3 separate regions of the Macaca mulatta genome follow, and all the other regions are linked to region 3. Evidence: chromatin contacts called from public Hi-C data. All regions are on one chromosome and are shown on one strand. Each heading gives the region's core, a stretch centred on a gene start, on an enhancer-like site or on the middle of the called end of the contact. The rest is flanking DNA. Distances are from core to core; before and after follow the strand shown.

Evidence for each region. Hi-C and Micro-C count contacts between places; a contact is called where the count stands out from the background.
Region 1: a contact with region 3 is called in a Hi-C map of blood, with 3 times the contacts expected there. The contact joins the enhancer-like site here to the promoter of SYNCRIP in region 3. A contact is called at or near these places in 7 of 14 Hi-C or Micro-C datasets (CD4 T cells, blood, cortical neurons and 4 more).
Region 2: a contact with region 3 is called in a Hi-C map of liver, with 1.9 times the contacts expected there. The contact joins the promoter of SNX14 here to the promoter of SYNCRIP in region 3. A contact is called at or near these places in 4 of 14 Hi-C or Micro-C datasets (CD4 T cells, fetal cortex germinal zone, fetal cortical plate and 1 more).

Annotation. Positions count from the first base shown.
Region 1 is chr4:100,157,674-100,161,179 of T2T-MMU8v2.0, reverse strand. It overlaps the pseudogene LOC144340611. Among named protein-coding and RNA genes, the nearest start is that of SYNCRIP, 33 kb to the left of the region's middle. Within about 2 kb of position 2,114, at least 4 of the 40 cell types and tissues checked have an H3K27ac peak or open chromatin away from gene starts, as enhancers often do. A contact at or near this core is called in blood, where this site is marked.
Region 2 is chr4:100,241,991-100,245,290 of T2T-MMU8v2.0, reverse strand. SNX14 (sorting nexin 14) reads right to left here and starts at 1,887. Exons shown (of 29, transcript NM_001257900.1): 1 at 1,583-1,887. The coding sequence starts at 1,722.
Region 3 is chr4:100,191,166-100,194,531 of T2T-MMU8v2.0, reverse strand. It overlaps SYNCRIP (synaptotagmin binding cytoplasmic RNA interacting protein), which reads right to left and starts at 1,613. Exons shown (of 11, transcript NM_001193845.2): 1 at 1,081-1,613.

The DNA.
Region 1 (3,506 bases), core at 865-3,364, 34 kb after region 3:
CTGCCTCAGCCTCCCGCGTAGCTGGGACTACAGGCGCCCGCCATTGCGCCCGGCTAATTTTTTTTTTTGTATTTTTAGTAGAGACGGGGTTTCACCGTGTTAGCCAGGATGGTCTCGATCTCCTGACCTTGTGATCCGCCCGCCTCGGCCTCCCAAAGTGCTGGGATTACAGGCATGAGCCACCGCGCCCGGCTATTTTTAGATTTTTAGTAGAGATGGGGTTTCACCATGTTGGCCAGGCTGGACTTGAACTCCTGACATCCAGTGATCCGCCCACCTCAGCCTCCCAGAGTGCTGGAATTACAGGCGTGAGCCACCTCACCTGGTCTGCATTATTTCATTTAATGCATGTAAAGTGTCTCTAAAGCATATGCTCTGACTGGAATACTCTGAATTTAATCACTAGGAGAACACATGAGAGCACTGTAGAATCATGAAGACATTATATATCTATATGGACAGGTGGGCTATGTTTGTGGCAGCAGGAAAGGGCCCTGTTCTGTTACAGCACTAGCTAGAACACAATAAAATCAAATTGTGAAGAAACACAGTATCTTGTTAGAAATTAAGTCAACTTAAAAAATTCACAGATTAAAAAAATTTTATTCTATAAATTTCAAACAAGTACAAAAATAGAGAAAGAGTATAATAAACTCCCAAGAGCCCATCATCCAACATTAACAATTATCAACTTCAGGCTAATCTTGTTTCATCTATACCCTTCAACCACTTCCTTTGTTTTCTGCATTATTTTGAAACAAATCTCAGACATCAAATCATTTCATCCATAAATAACTCAGTATGTCTAAAAGATACAGCCTCTTTAACAACAAAAAGAGCCACAATGCCATTATCACACCTAACAAAGTCCCAATTATTTTTTGAAACATGAAATAGCCTGTATTTAAGCATGTATCTCATAAATGTTATCTTTTTTTTTTTTTTTACAATATTGAATGAGAATCCAACTGGGATGCAAACATTGAGAATGTTGATATATCTTCTCAGTTTCCTGATTTATAGGTTACCCATTCATCTCTTGTTGGTTTCTTTCCTTGCAATTTATTTGTTATAGAAATCATTTGTAGAGTTTTCCATAGTCTGGATTTTGCTGATTGTATCTCTGTAATGTAGTTTAACATTTTCCTCTGTCATCTGTAAATTGGTAATTATATCCAGAGGCTTTATCAAATTCATATTCATTTTTATTGTTTTCAGACAAGAGTCTGAAATAGGCAGTGTCAAATTCTTTCTTCAGGGACATATAATATTTCATCACCTCTTTTTTGGATGTTAGCAGTTGTTGATATTTATTGCCTATATATATTAATTCATTAGAATGTTGCAAAATGATGATCGAATTACGCCAATCTTTTTTCATTGTTAACTGGAATATATCAATAAAGACAAACTTTTTATCACTTTTTATTTGATTATGTCAGTACAGTTGGTATTGGAAAGTCCCTTTATTTGCAGTTCTGAAACTGATGATTAGCATCCTTTAACACTACTAAATTCAGTTTTTAAAAGCATCATTCTGAATTCATAGATTTGAAGACATTTTATGTCTTTTTCTCTATTACAGCTCAATAATAGTCAAATTTTCCATCTTTGGAAAGTGAGAGACTCTCCAAGTTGACTCCTGAGTTCCTTTTTTCTTTTGAGATGGATCTCCCTCTGTCACCCAGGCTGGAGTGCAGTGGTGAGATCTCAGATTACTGCAACCTCCGCTTCCCAGGTTCAAGCGATTCTTCTGCCTCAGCCTCCTGAGTAGCTGGGATTACAGGCACCCGCCACCATGCCCAGCTAATTTTTGTATTTTTAGTAGAGATGGGGTTTTACCATGTTGGCCAGGCTGGTCTCGAACTCCTGACCTCAAGTCCTCACTGGGATTACAGGCATGAGCCACCGTGCTTGGCCTCCTGAGTTCTTTTAACACAACTCTAACAGTCTTGCTACCTGCTATAGCAAGGTACAACAAGCTAATCTTGTACATTTCCTGTCTCAGATCTATTTCCTTTTAGTGGTAAGTGGTATTTAGAGGCCACAATCTGGGCCCTAGGGGTAGGGTTCGTAGATTTTGATGTGTATGAATCATACTTGGAGTTTCTGTGTTTTCTTTCACAGTGGTTCCCATTTGACTAAGAGTGAAATCCTTTCAATGACACATTAAGCCCTACATAAGGTGCATGCCTTGCTTCCTTTCTCACTATGCATGCTCCTTCTTATGGGCCACTGCTATGGAAATGCACTTTTCCCAGATATATGCACAGATCAATCTCTCACCCTCTGTTAGGTGAGAGATTGAGCTACGCACACATGTAAATCTCTGCTTAATTAATCTCACCTTTTCATTGAAGCCTATTCTGTCAACCCCATTTACTTCAATTGCCTCTTAGATGAGAGAATCCCCATTTGAAACTGCAATACTAATTATCTCCCCAAACCCAGTCCCAATATCTCATATTCTATTTTTTGTGTCACTTCTCATTTTTTAACATAGTTTATAATTTATTATATAATGTCCTTCTCGTCTACCTACAATGTAAGTTCCACAAGAGCAGAGGTTTTTGTTTGGTTCACTACTGTATCTTTCGTGCCTAGGATAGTACCTATACATGGTAGGCATTCAGGATATTTGTTCAATGAACAAATGAATGCAAACCTTAGTATATTTCTGAATCATCACACACTTAGTCTATCAGTATGGTTCAATCTCCTGAGGAACAGATTGAATTGAAAGCAAACAACATCCTTCAAGAAAGTGAGCTATATCAATATGTGGGGACAAGTCCATGAATTTCAAAACTATCCTAATATTTCTGGGCATGTGGCCAAACTGAACAATGTTTGTCTCCCTCTCTCCCTCCCTTACTTCCTTTGTTTTTCTCTCCCTTCCTCCGTTTCTCTCCTTCTCTTTCTTTCTCTTGAGACGGGGTCTTGCTGTGCCTAGGCTGGTCTTAAACTCCTGGGCTCAAGCGATTCTCCTGCCTCAGCCTTCCGAGTAGCGGGGATTACAGGCATGCCACCACGCCTGGCTGCTTTTTTCTTTTTTTTTTAAGGGCTAGTCAATGTACATTCACTTTTGAAAAAGAAATGTAGTATAAACTCAGAATCTCCATCAGCAATGAAATTCAAGTCAGAATTAAGATATATCTCAAAGAGTATACCTTACTATTGTTCCAGAGTAGTTTAGTGTGTTTAATGCTAATGTTCTCATTGAAGCAATTAAACTAATGAACTATTAGCAACAATTCCCAAACTGTACTTTTGTTTTTATTTTATTTATTTTGTTTTTTGAGACAGTCTTGCTCTGTCACCCAGGCTGGAGTGCAGTGGCGTGATCTTGGCTCACTGCAACATCCGCCTCCTGGGTTAAAGCGATTCTCCTGCCTCAGCCTCCCAAGTAGCTGGGATTAAAGGCTCATGCCACCATGCCAGGCTAATTTTCGTATTTTTAGTAGAGATGGGGTTTCACCATGTTGGCCAAGCTGATCTCGAACTCC
Region 2 (3,300 bases), core at 638-3,137, 50 kb before region 3:
GCACTCCAGCCTGGGCAAGAGAGTGAGACCCCATCTCAAAAAAAATAAAATAAAAATCATATTAAGCTTACATGTCTTTTGTACTAAACCTGTTAGTCTAGCTTGGAATACCTTCCAGATGACAGAAACCAAATAATAATTAGTTTTCCCTCTGTTAAGGATCCCACTTCTCCCACACTTCTACAGTTCAAACATCTCACCATTACAAAGCACACTTCTCAGTAAAACATCAACTACTATTTAAGCTCAATAATATTTAAACCAAGAATCAACAAGAAAGCAAGGCCACTTCTAAGGAAGAACTCCAACTTCAACATAGTCACAAATAACGGTTATGCCAGAGAAAAATGAAGCTACCAAATTCCTTGTGCATTCCTCCGTTGCTATCCTTGGGAATCAACTACCTTAAGATAAAGAGTAGGCCGGGCGCGGTGGCTCAAGCCTGTAATCCCAGTACTTTGGGAGGCCGAGATGGGCGGATCACGAGGTCAGGAGTTCGAGACCATCCTGGCTAACACGGTGAAACCCCGTCTGTACTAAAAAATACAAAAAACTAGCTGGGCGAGGTGGTGGGCGCCTGTAGTCCCGGCTACTCGGGAGGCTGAGGCAGGAGAATGGCGTAAAAACCCGGGAGGCGGAGCTTGCAGTGAGCTGAGATCCGGCCACTGCACTCCACCCTGGGCGACATAGCGAGACTCCGTCTCAAAAAAAAAAAAAAAAAAAAAAAAAAAAAAAAAGATAGAGTAAGAATGGCTGTCTGTTCAAAACATCAGAGAAAACAGTAATGTCAATGACAACTCTCAGATTTTCTTCCACCAAAAGCAAATCTGGTGTTAATTTTAATGGAAAAGTCTCCTATACTACCAATTGCATCGCAACAATTTCTTGAAACAGCAAAATTAAGGAAAACAAGTCTCTTTCGAGGGCAGAATCTTCTGACTTCAAAATGTCAACTGAATTTACCAACTTTAACCTTTCGGAATATTTCAGGTTTTTTGTGGTGGGGGAGGGGGCATCAAGTCCTCTTAAGAATATTCTAGGGACGTTGCGACAGGTACCACTTTGCTTTCTGATTTCTGTCCAACAAATCTTTATGGCCGTCTGTTTTATTCAACAATACTGCGGGAAAAGCTTCAGCTGCAAGCTGAGGGTGTGGGGAGTGGGGGGATGGAAGAACGCGCTGGGGGTGTGCGGATTTTGCCTAAAATTGCGGCTACGATCGAAACCTCCTCCGTGAGCTGACTTGACTGTCTCTGTACAGTCTCAATTTGAGTCGACACACGGATTTCACTTTTGAAAAGCAACGAAGATGAAGGACTCGTTTTGAGAAATGGATGAGAAAAAGGTAGCTCAGGAGACGAAGCAGCCTCGGGAAAGGAGGCAATCAACCCCACCCCACCGGCCTGTGCTTCCGGCCCCAACGCTCGGCCGAGCTCCCCGAGGCCGCTCCTCTGCGGAGCTCGCTCTCCCCACTGGACCCCAGTCCCGCAGCTACGCGGTTTCTGCACGGTTAAGCAGCACTGGCCGGGAGTCCGCAGCTTCGGAGAAAAGCCGCCGCCCCGGCTCCGCGCTGCGGCGTTACCTGTTAAGAAGCAGGGAGGCGACGCTGAGACAGAGCAGCAGGAAGCAAAACAGCGGGTACTGGCGGCAGATCTCGCGTCCCACGTCCAGCCGCAGCCGCTGCTTCAGCTTCTCCCCAATCGTCCGCACCCAGGGCACCATCTCCGTAACTGCGAGGCCGAGGTTGCGCTACTAGCTAAGCCAGAGGTCAAGGAGAGCCCCCATCCACACCTCGCGTCCCCGCCCCACCGACTCGGCGGCGCACACACACAGCCGCCTACCGGCAGTCAGGCGCCGCAGGTTGCGGTCGCGTCCGGCTGGGCCCAGCCCCACGCCCCATGCCCCCCGCCGCGCGTGCGCGGCCGCCGTCCCCAGCCGACCAGATGAACGGCCGTAGAACGTGCCCGAAGTCGTCACCCAGCGCACGGCCTCTAGCGTCTCGCCGCTCCGCCCTCCTGGCCGGAGTAGCGCGCAGTCTTCCGTGGAAACTCTGACAACACTGGCGACTGGCCATTTCCGGAAATCAAAGGACAGCCCCAGGACCCGGTAACTGCTGTATTGCGGAGGAGAGGGAAGAAGGTTGTGGCGAGCCCAGAAGAAATTACAGCCTCCCGTAGCCGCCGGGCGCTGCCTGAGAGGCAACCGGAGCTCGTGGAGTCTGCTGGGAACTGTAGTCTTCGTGATACGAACCTGCACAGGGATGGAGCGGGTGATAGCGCTTCCCCGACCCCGCAACGTTCCGCGCCTCACCGTACACTCGGTTCCGGGTCGGCCCAGGTCCGAGCTTTGCGTGACGCCTAAGGGAGAGGGGGATGGGAGGACCTTTGAGTCGGTATTTTAAAGGGGGCGTGTTGGGGGCCAGGTGGGTGGCGAGTAAAACAACCCTAGAATAAAGAATACAACTCACCAGGCCGCCACCCCACCAACAAAATCTCTTTTGCGCGCTCACGGGCAAGGTAGAGCTCAATTCACGCCGGCTTCGGGAACCCAACCAAAATCCGAGTGCTTGGACGAGGCAGGTTGGCAGATTAGGTAAAATCCGTCTTATAGAGTCTCATGGGGTTTTCCCTTTACTAATTCATCACATTTCTACATTTTTATTTCTGTAAGACTATTATCGCTAAAATTTACTTAGGCGGGGCACTAAGCACTTTAATTTGACCTTCATGCATTCACCCCATGGTATAGGTACAGTAATATAGTTTCAATCATTATACAGGTAAATTACTGAGACAGAGGAACTTAGGATCATAAAACTAACAAAACCGGGATTTGAACACGTTCTAAGGACAAAGCCTGCGCCTGTCATCTCTCTTTCCTAGGATCTTACCCTTCAAAGTGGGGAAACAAATTTTTTTAATGGTGTATGTAGTTTCATGAATATTTTACCGTATTACAAAAACATGGATCTTTAATGATGCATTATTTTCCTTTATCAGAATGTACCATCCTTTGTTCCATTATTGCTAACCACTAAAGTCCACTGATATTACCATACTTGATCATAAACCTATGCACATTTCTAATTATTTAGAATCAACTTTAATACAATTACTGGGTCAAAGGGTGTAAAAACAAATATTCTTGATAGTCAAACTGCTTTGCAAAATGGTGGTACCAATTCCACAGTGGTGTATAAAAGTAAACAATTTCACTGATCCTCACGATTAGGTATTGTCTAAACATCACAAATACACTTTTCCGTTTGTGGCTAAACCATTTAAAAGACTACAATGTAAC
Region 3 (3,366 bases), core at 364-2,863:
CAGCACGGGTACGAGCCAGCTTGTCACATGCAGCTGTGCCCGTTCGGAAAATGAGGTGTGTGTGGAGAAAGCAAAACTGGGCTCGTCTCTCTCAAAGATAAACCCCCAAAGTGCGCGCTTTTCCCGCCTGCCGCTTATAGATCGGTAACAACAGCCAGCGAAGAACAAAGCGCTCATACAAGCCACCTTCCCACCACCCAATTTCTCCACCCTTCAACCCCGCACCCCAAAGCCCGCCCCTGACTCCGCACCGAGAGCGGCAGTCTCACCACTGCGGCCGCCAGGAGCCCATTAGAAACACGTGCTCTGCGCCTTCCAATGTCCTACAACTTCCTTCAACGGAAACCCAACGAATCCCAAACCAAGACGACCATCACTGGTTCCCAACATCAACCCGAAGCCGCAGTCGGAGCCCCCAGAAAGCTGCAGCAGCACAATCTCGCCCCTAAACACCGAGGCAGTGGCGGCGCCAGGCCACAGGCTCTCCCCGCCCCCCAGCGCTGCCGTCTCCGCCGTGACACATGGCTCTCCGCCCCGGGCGCTCCCCGGGCGCCGGCGACCCCCGGCCGCCCGCCCGCCCGGCCGAGACGTGACCCGTGGCGCGCGGTGCAGGTCCCCACCCCTTACTCCTCCGTGCAGTGACTGCGGCGCCGGCCCGGCAACCCAGCAGCGTGAGGGCGTTCCGTGAACAGCCCAACGCCCGCGGAACTGTGAGCACCGCCCAAGCTCGCCGCACGGCTGCGGGACGAGACCCACTCCTCTCCGCCCACTCCCGCGCCGCGGCGACCGCCACGACAGCACCAACTCTGAAGCCGCTCGCGGTCCGTGCGGGCCACGGGACCGTGGAGGCGCCTCCTCCCAGAGCGCCGCAGACAAAGCCCGAACCGCAGCAGCACATGGAGAGGAGGAAGTGGCGGCGCGGGCTGCGGCCTACTCCCAGGCAGCCCCAGTCAACGTGCTCTTCTCCCCCTTGGAATCCATTTTCCAGAAAAGCCGGTTTCTCCCCGCGCCACCCTCCCCCAGCTCACTCCACAATGTCATGGAGCTCCCCTCCCAGACCGGGGTTCTGGCGGTCGTTACCTCCCCGTTGGGCTGAGGCGGAGAAATCCTGTCCGATGGTATCGGGTTGCGGGAAACGCGTGCTCGCTGCTCCCTGTGTCCGGCGCGAGTGGAGCTGTTGTAAAATGGCGGCCGAAGCTCACGCCGCTGGCAGCAAACCCGATCCAGTTCCACTCGCCTCCGAGCGCGCTCCCGGTGCGCGCGCGCGCCCCCGCGTGACCCCCCCTTCCTTTCCCTTCCCTTCCCTCCCCTCTCTCGCGCGTCCGCTTCACTCACTCACTCCCTCAGCCCCTGCCCTCCTCCAGCTCCTCCTTCTCCCACTACCACCACCACCACCACTAGCCTCTGTCCGCCTTCTCTCAGCCTGTCTTATTCCCGCCCCCCCTTCCTTTCCCCCACCGCTCCCACTCCCCTCTGCGGTCGCTCAGGCACGAGTGGCCGCCTTTCCCCTTCTGGCTTGCACGCTCCCTCACTCCCTCCCTTGCTTGCTCGCACTCTCGGCCCCGTCCCCCAGTCCCTGCCGAGTCGGCTCCTCTCTTTCTCTCTCCCGCGCTGACGTGACGACGTAGCCTACGCCTCGGGACGCGCGCCCGCGGGCTCCGCCCCCCACGCCGCACCGCCTTCCCCGCTCCTCACCGCTTAGGTGGGGGGTGGGGGAGGCACAAGACCCCGCCCTTCCGCTCCGGCGGCGGCGGCGGCGGAGGGGCCGAGACTGAATGAAAGGCCCGCCCCTTCCCCTCCCGACACTCCCCCTCCCGCTCCCCTCCAGGCGGGGTGGGCCGGCTCAGCGTGTCCCACTCGTTCTCCTTTGTCAGGAGACTGGCATCTCCCCACCCCGCCCCGCCCCACCCCCACCGCGACACCACGCGCACGCCACCCCCACCGAGCTCCCGCCCGCCCCATCCCTGCCCAGTCCGGGGCTGGCGTTGCAGAGTGCTGTGGGCGCTGAGTGCGACTGCCGCTTCCCGGAGGGCACCCACCGGTCTGTGCGCGCCGGGCCCCCGCCCCCGGCTCCGCGACCGCGTAGCCGTTCCAGGCGGTGTCCACGCCACTGCCACCGCCCCGCACTCTCCTCCTCGGGAAGCTGCAGGCGCACGTGTCCCCCGGGGCGGGGCGAGGCAGACAATGGGGCCGCGGGGGAGGGGAGCGGCGCGGAGACCCGCGGACCTTTGGTCTGCCGGACCGGCGGTACTTGAGTGCGAGAGTCGCCCCCCGAGACTCGGTCTCTCCAGCTGGACAATGGGGCCTCCTCGCAGCCGCGCGGCTCGGCTTTCACGGGAACCTTGGGCGAAGGGAGGGGCGCCCCAGGCTTGGACGAGGAAACCCCGGCTGCTTTTGAAGGGGGAATAGGGCTGGCTCCAGTGGAGCGAGGAGCGGCTCCCGCCTTGGGATGACACGAAGGCCAGATTTGGAAGCGAAACCGCCCGGTGGTGAAGGGTTGTGCAATACTCCGTTTCAGTCCCTGGCCTTTTAAGCAGTTAAGGGCTTCCTCCTGGCACAGTTTGAGCAACTTGAAACAGCACAACGCTGCGTGGTTAGAACAACTTTGAGAAAAATGTCTCTTTTAAAAAAAAAAAAAAAAAAAAAAACCTTGGCAACTAAGTCTTAGGTGAAGTGACATTTCCTTTGTAATCGTTTACTAGGTACAAGAAAGAAGACAAAGGCATTTGAATTACAGACGCGATATGGATACTAATTTTATACCGGGCAGCTGTAATGAAAAATAGTAATGTCCTTTTGATTAAAAAGCTTATTTTTAAGAGCTTACTGGTTCCCCAGATGAACTCTGTACTATAACAAATCAGTGGTTTGAGGAAAAGTTAGATAAGCGCTCTTCAAAGTGCACAAGCACATAAAATGCTAGATTATTTTCATAGCTACCTGGATCAAATATGAAGTACGTTTTACCCAAAGCACCACATAGCCAACCTGTTTAGTAAGGATTTGAGATCACCACCCCAGATTCCTTACTGTCAAACATATGTGGTATTCAGCTACTTCAGCTTTAGGGATTTTTGTTCACAACGCAGAGGTTGTGGTTAATGATATACATGAAAAACAAAATGTTTAAGAGAAAACTATGAAAATAGAGTCATACTATATAGATTAAACAAGAATTAAAATGGTCTGAAACGTACAACACTTTGTTTAGACCTTCCTGGGTGTTAAATTTTTTTTTAAAAAGTGCCTTGACCTGGGTAAAGACTCCCAAATTAAAATCTCTAGCTCTTCTCTGACATCTAATTCCTTTTTCTAGCCAAGCCCTCAACGTTTATGTGGGCTTTCAGGCACTCCAGATCGGCATTT